Linked DNA regions of Sus scrofa: region 2 is linked to region 1. The links are chromatin contacts, called in public HiChIP or PLAC-seq maps. All regions are on one chromosome and are shown on one strand. The core of a region is the stretch at or near the end of the contact, and the rest is flanking DNA. Distances in the headings are between cores, read along the strand shown.

Region 1 (2,993 bases), core at 291-2,790:
GTAAGAGGATGTCTCTTGTTGCTATTTTAGCATCTGCTAGATAAATAGTTGGGATTGTGAAATACAATCATTAGGAATAAAAAGATCTAAGAGGCATGGTTGTTGACCTAAAATCAAGAACTTGAAGAGCGGAGTTGAAGAGTTGAAGAGCGGAGGTGTGAGCCATGTTACTGCGACAATGTAATTTCCCAGATGTAATGACCATTTTCCCACATCTCCATAAATCTGCTACTATGTACTGACACAAAGCTCATTTTTCAGTTATTCTCATATTTAAGAGGATCACAGATCAGAGGCAGTTCCCCTTCTCTCCCAGGATCGTCCTCTCTGCTTCCTGGCTTGACTCTCTCCGTTCCTCCGGGGGGAACAACAGCATCACTGTGCAGATCTGCATCTGCTCTGCTCGCCATGGGGACCTGGTCAATGACGACACATCCCGGTGCAGACAGGATGGGACAACCTGAGGGCTGATCTGGCAGGGCCAGGGACATATCTCGGCCTCACAGCAATTTTTAAACATCTGAATTAGCTTCTAGTATTTAAAAATCATGATGTCAACATGGATCTGAATTTCTGGCGTCTCTTGAACATGTTGGAGGAGCTGGCCCAGCTGAGCAAAGGCCGACGCCTCTCTTGTGGTTACACGTTCTCCACAGTGTGCCGGTGGCCCCTCAGTCTCCATTTGGTGTGTCTGGCACACAGCACTCACTCACAGCACTTTCGTGGCTCTTGCACTCTCTGGAGTTTTCAGCCCCTACCTCGTGTCCAGCATGGTACCTTCCCTTCCACAGTGAGTGTGGAATCCGCGTCTACAGAACTGCACCCACCCCAACTCAACATGAGCAGGGGATCCCAACAGGGCCGTGAACAACAGATTCACTGGTACTTGCGGAGTGATACACACCTACAGACAAATCCATTTTGCTGCTTGGATTATCTTCAGTTTGACTCTGAAAATAATAAAGAACATGAGGGAAGATTAAAGGCTCGAATTAAGAGTTTGAAACAGAGAAGAAATGGCATTAACTCACGAGTGAGCCACACCTTCCTCTACTACTAGTGCTAAACGAGGTCCTTTGAAATGAGCCTTAAACTGGAAGGAAGATGTGAACATTTTTCATATAACTAGTTTTGACTGTTGCTGGTGCTCACATTCCTAAATTCAATTTTCACATCAAGTTAGCTTCAGTACATCTACAGACAGGGCAATAACTAAACAGCTGCTTGGAGAAATAAACCCCGTCCTCAAGTTCCAGTCGGCTCGGGATCAAATTCCAGGAGTGGCAGCCAAGGGATGACAACTTCTTCTCGTGACTTGTCAAGTCATCAAATCTGGAGCTGTGCAGCCAAGTCATTTGTCTCTTGGCACCAGGGACGGGGTGCCCCCATAATGTTCCCAAGAGACCAGAAAATTAGAAATCCCACAAGAACTGCCTATATAATTAATCACAAAGAGCCGCCCTGGTTATTCTGCTGTTGCTGTCTTTAACATTATCATATTAAAACGGGTACAATCGTCAGCAAAAATTATACAAATGCTAAGTACTTGGCCCTTTCTTCCCTAACTGCCTAAGGAAAAGGACTACAAATTTAAGAGCTGTAACCTTTAAATACTGGAGTATTTCATTAAGAAAAAAAAGAAGAGAATAGAGAACAAGTATTGCCAAATCCAAATCAGGAACACGGGCTGGCTTCTGCCTTCTAACTGCTTAACCAGTTTCTAAATCTATCATTTTCTATTACATGTGGCAGTGGTCCTACTATCTGCAGTAAATGTAAGAGTTGGGACACATGACACATACGAAAACATAAAACTCACCAGCAATCCCATATTCGAAAACTGTTTGGCAAGAGGATTCATCCATGAATCGTTTCCTCCTTTTAGTGAGTTCTGCAGAAAGGACAGAAGTAACCTCAGAACCAAGTAATTTACTTTATGTCAGCTGAGCCGTACAAGTACTGATTGAAAATGTAAAACCAAGCATTTACCTTTGTGAACCCTAACGCTTCCTCTTTAATGATATTTTGATATGTTATCTGATAGTCTAAAAAAGTAATATGCTGTAGTTACATCTGTTTTCATTACTTTCTTTGTTGCACTGATTTAGAAGTAACGGTATGTGTATATGCCCAGCCAGTGCTTTTACCCTAGAAACAGAAGATCAGATTTTGGAAAATCCAATGTTTGCATGTTAGTACCTTCCCTCTTGGTACTTCCTTGTAACCCAAGCCGGTTTATATTAGGAGTAAAGAGAAAGAGATGGATGCTAGTGCATGTTATTTGGAAAGGAGCCTATTTAAACGGGTCATTATTCTCTGTGTGAGCACGTTCATCTGCCGTTTCCCAGTGTAAAGGACACGGGTCCCCTATGGGAAAGAAGCCTAGCATAAGACAGCATCACCGAGCTCACTGCAAAGTAAGGCAGACGTAAGGTTCTGTTTATTTCTTAATGAGACAAACTAGTTTCTCCCCTGAACAAGACACTGTCATCAGCTCCACTTTTATTTCTATGGAGAAGGCAGGTGGAACTACGACGGGGACCCGGTGGGGGCACAAGGTGATGGGGCTGTGTGCATGTGTGCATTTTCCAGGTAAAAATTCTGCTTGTGTTCTGATGATATTGGTTACATTGATTTTATTATTCTTCAAAGTGCTAAGGTATTTAAGTTCATTTGCAGGTTTAAAGGTTAAAAGCAAAACAAAACGAAACCATCACGGGAGCGAGGGGGAAAAGTGGTAGTTATTCTTTCATGGGTAGAGAGTTTCAGTTCTGCAACATGAGTTTTTGGGGTTTTTGTTTTTGTTTTTTTGTTTTTGTCTTTTTACGGCCGCACCTACGGCATATGGAAGTTCCCAGGCTAGGAGTCAAATGGGAGCTGTAGCTGCTGGCCTACGCCACGGCCACAGCCACAGCAATGTCAGGTCCAAGCCGAGTCTGTGACCTATACCACAGCTCACGGCAATGCTGGATCCTTAGTCTACTGAGCGAGGT
Region 2 (2,993 bases), core at 294-2,793, 200 kb after region 1:
ATAATGATGTTTAGGATGAGCACTTAAAAACAGTCATGAACCGGAGCTTCCTTGCGGTGTAGTAAGTTAAGGATCCAGCATTGTCATTGCAGCGGCTAGGGACGCTCCAGCAGCATGGCACAGGTTTGATCTCTGGCCCAGGAACTTCCACATCCCTCCGGCACAGGCACGGCCAAAAAACGAACAAAAAACCAGTTAAGAACTAAGAAACTATAAAGCCATCATTATCATCATCACTGCATCCCACGTGAAACAAGCCGGTCTGATTTGTACTCCGGATTCTAGCCTTAGCGTAGCAACCTACTACATTCACATCTCCACTACCTACCTACAAGGATACTGCACACTGTAGAGGTGCCAAGGTGCTGTAAGTTCTGCTTTTTAACAGACATTTACATAACATCACCAAAAGAATAAACAAAGTTTCAAAGCCAAGATGCTTCTCCAAATCAATAGGAAACTATCATTCTACTGAAATTCCCTGCAAGTAAGAAGTAAATAGCTTCTATTGTTAAACTTTCACAAAATACAAGATATGAGGTATCAAAACATTTGTTTGCTTAACTGCTGGGGGGGGGCAAAATTAATGACATTTTATTCACTTACTATGGAGAAACATCTCTGGCCAATTCTGTTGTATGATGCTGCTTATACTGCAATACAAAGGAGCAACTTGAAATTCACCTTATCTCTCACTCAATCTCTAGCGCAGATGCTAAAAAGTAATAAAACAGCCAAAAGATACAAAGATACATGAGAAAGCAAGGAGCCTGAAAAGACCCAGATAGTATTCTGTGCTCAAAGATATGAGGATAGGTTGGTCCTTAAAGTGCCCGACTAGAGGCTACTGGCTGTCTTCAGCCTCTACAGTGTATTTAAGCCCACTGTGGAAACCGGCTAGTTTGAAGCCACAGGGCGCAGGACCAGGGGACAGCAGAAAACACCTCGGGCTGAACGTCCTCTGCCAGTCCCCTCCTTTCCCCGTGGAGAGTGAATCGCCTCTGGAAGGTGGCCACACTCAGGGCTCTGGGGTGAGGGATGGGGGCGGGATCCCCCGGTCCGGGATGAGCAGGGGAACGCATTCGCTCCGTCACGCAGGTCTTGCACACAGGTGGGGACCGAGAGGCTGAGGCCTGCCGCCTCCCTCTGCCACTGCCTGGCAGGGGCCCCGACGCGCCTCCGCGGGCCTCGGCTCTTTGCCACTACCGGGACCCCTCCCCGCCCCGAGGTCCCCCGGCGACGAGAAGCGAACTCGATCGACCAGCCCACCCGGAAGCCCTCCCCCAGCTCACACCTGCCGGCGCGTGACGCCCAGAGCCGCGCGTGCGCGCCCGCCCGGCCCTTCCATTCCCAGCGCCCCTTCCCCGCGCGCGGACGTCGACCGCGTCCCTCCCCGCCCTGGGGTCAAACCCACCAGACGCCCGCCCCACGGAGCGCGCGCCCAACGCCGCCGCCCCCGCCTGCCCCGCGCGCGCGCTCACGCCCCTCCCGGCCCTCTCCCCGCCGCGCGCGCTCACTCGCGAGGACATGCACACGCTGCGCCTCAGCTTGACAGGCCGGCCCCGCGCGGCGCGCTCCCGCGGGCGTCCTCACCCACCCGGCCGCCCGACTCTGACTGGGCGGTGAGCGGGGGAGGGGAAGGACAGCAGTGGCCGTCGGTCCTCACTCACCGCCGAGCCGTGCCCGCTCCGAGTGCGCGGCGTTCCGCTGTGAGGCGATGCGCTGCGAGGCGCGCGGTCCCCGCTTCTCCGCAGGCTATGGAGGCGACGTAGTAGGGAGACTGAGGGGCTCGGGGGGGAGTCACTCCCTCCCGCTTCACCTCCGAGAAACACGGGGACCCCAGAAACTAAAAACAAAATAAACAAACTTTCCCCTCCGCCTCCCTCCCCCAAAACCACAACACAAACACTCGGGGGCCCGCCCAGAGCCCCATTCCATTGGCCGCAGGAAGGATGCTGCCGGCCGTCACTGGCTGCCTTCTATGCCCGTCAAGCTGCTGTTCCGCCCCTCCAATTCCTCGCCGCTGCCGTCGCCCCTCATTGGTTAAGTGCGTTCCGTTTGACGAGCTAGGATTGGCTACGCTGCCTGCGCCAATCATTAGGGGACACACCCCCTCAGCATCCCAGAGGCCGCTTCCTCCGTTGCGGACTGGGAGAGGCGAAGGGGAAACTAGAGCATGATGGCGGCCGAGCTCACTTGGCGCAACCATCGCCTTTTTTCTTTTATTTGCTCATTAGTGCCTCGGCCTCGCGCTGTTTCCCCTAAGGTCCTCTCTCTATCCACTACTGCCTAATAACGGAATCTATACGTCCCGGCTCCTTGATTTATCCCCTCCGAAGTGCTGAGTGTGGGCTGGTTGTACGTCATTGGACTGTTGGAATGTCACTCCCTGGTCAAATCCTCAAACTATTGGTGGGACGGCAAGAGAGCCCGTCCAACAACAAGAGCTAGTGCCATTGGTTTGTCTCCACCGAGTTCTTTCCTGGTACCTTATTGGGCTAAAAGGCGCGTCGGTCAGATCTGGATTCGTTTTGCTACGGTTGTTTGCTAGGGAGTTTAGATGACTCTGGTCGTTTGGCCTGTAGTTGACTGTAATAACGACTGCTATTTATTGCGTGCCTACTTTGTGCCAACTATGCAGAGATCTTTACAGGGACTATTGGTTAAACCCGTGAGTTTTATATTCTAAATTTTACCGATAGGAAACCAGGGCTCCAGAGCGGCTGGGATATTTGCCCAAGGTCACCTAGGTGGGAAGTAGTAGACCGGCATTTGGTCCCAGGTCTGTTTGACTCCATTGCCTTAGCTCTTTTCGCTTTTAGTGCCTTTACCTTAGCCTAGAATTGTACCCATCAGCCAACCCAACATCGTCAAAACATTTCATTCAGAACCTAAGCTCCTCAGTCAGCTTGTAGAGGTGACATTGTTGGGGACTGAGGCTGTGAACAGGTTGTCATTGCCTCCACCACATCCTCCTCTCCAGCACCCACTTC

Evidence for each region. HiChIP or PLAC-seq counts read pairs in DNA pulled down with a chosen protein or histone mark.
Region 2: a contact with region 1 is called in an H3K27ac HiChIP or PLAC-seq map of skeletal muscle. The contact joins the promoter of TNRC6B here to the enhancer-like site in region 1. A contact is called at or near these places in 3 of 5 promoter capture datasets (fetal liver, fetal skeletal muscle and liver), 3 of 47 Hi-C or Micro-C datasets (embryonic fibroblasts, heart right ventricle and skeletal muscle) and 2 of 2 datasets of contacts at active chromatin or transcription factors (alveolar macrophages and skeletal muscle).

Annotation. Positions count from the first base shown.
Region 1 is chr5:8,105,086-8,108,078 of Sscrofa11.1, forward strand. TNRC6B (trinucleotide repeat-containing gene 6B protein) reads right to left here. Exons shown (of 26, transcript XM_021092847.1): 11 at 1,820-1,891; 12 at 905-950. Among named protein-coding and RNA genes, the nearest start is that of MIR7134, 55 kb to the right of the region's middle. Within about 2 kb of position 1,541, at least 3 of the 83 cell types and tissues checked have an H3K27ac peak or open chromatin away from gene starts, as enhancers often do. A contact at or near this core is called in fetal skeletal muscle and skeletal muscle, where this site is marked.
Region 2 is chr5:8,309,521-8,312,513 of Sscrofa11.1, forward strand. TNRC6B (trinucleotide repeat-containing gene 6B protein) reads right to left here and starts at 1,544. Exons shown (of 26, transcript XM_021092847.1): 1 at 1,518-1,544. The coding sequence starts at 1,529. It overlaps LOC102162756 (a long non-coding RNA gene), which reads left to right and starts at 2,445. Exons shown (of 2, transcript XR_001305237.2): 1 at 2,445-2,671.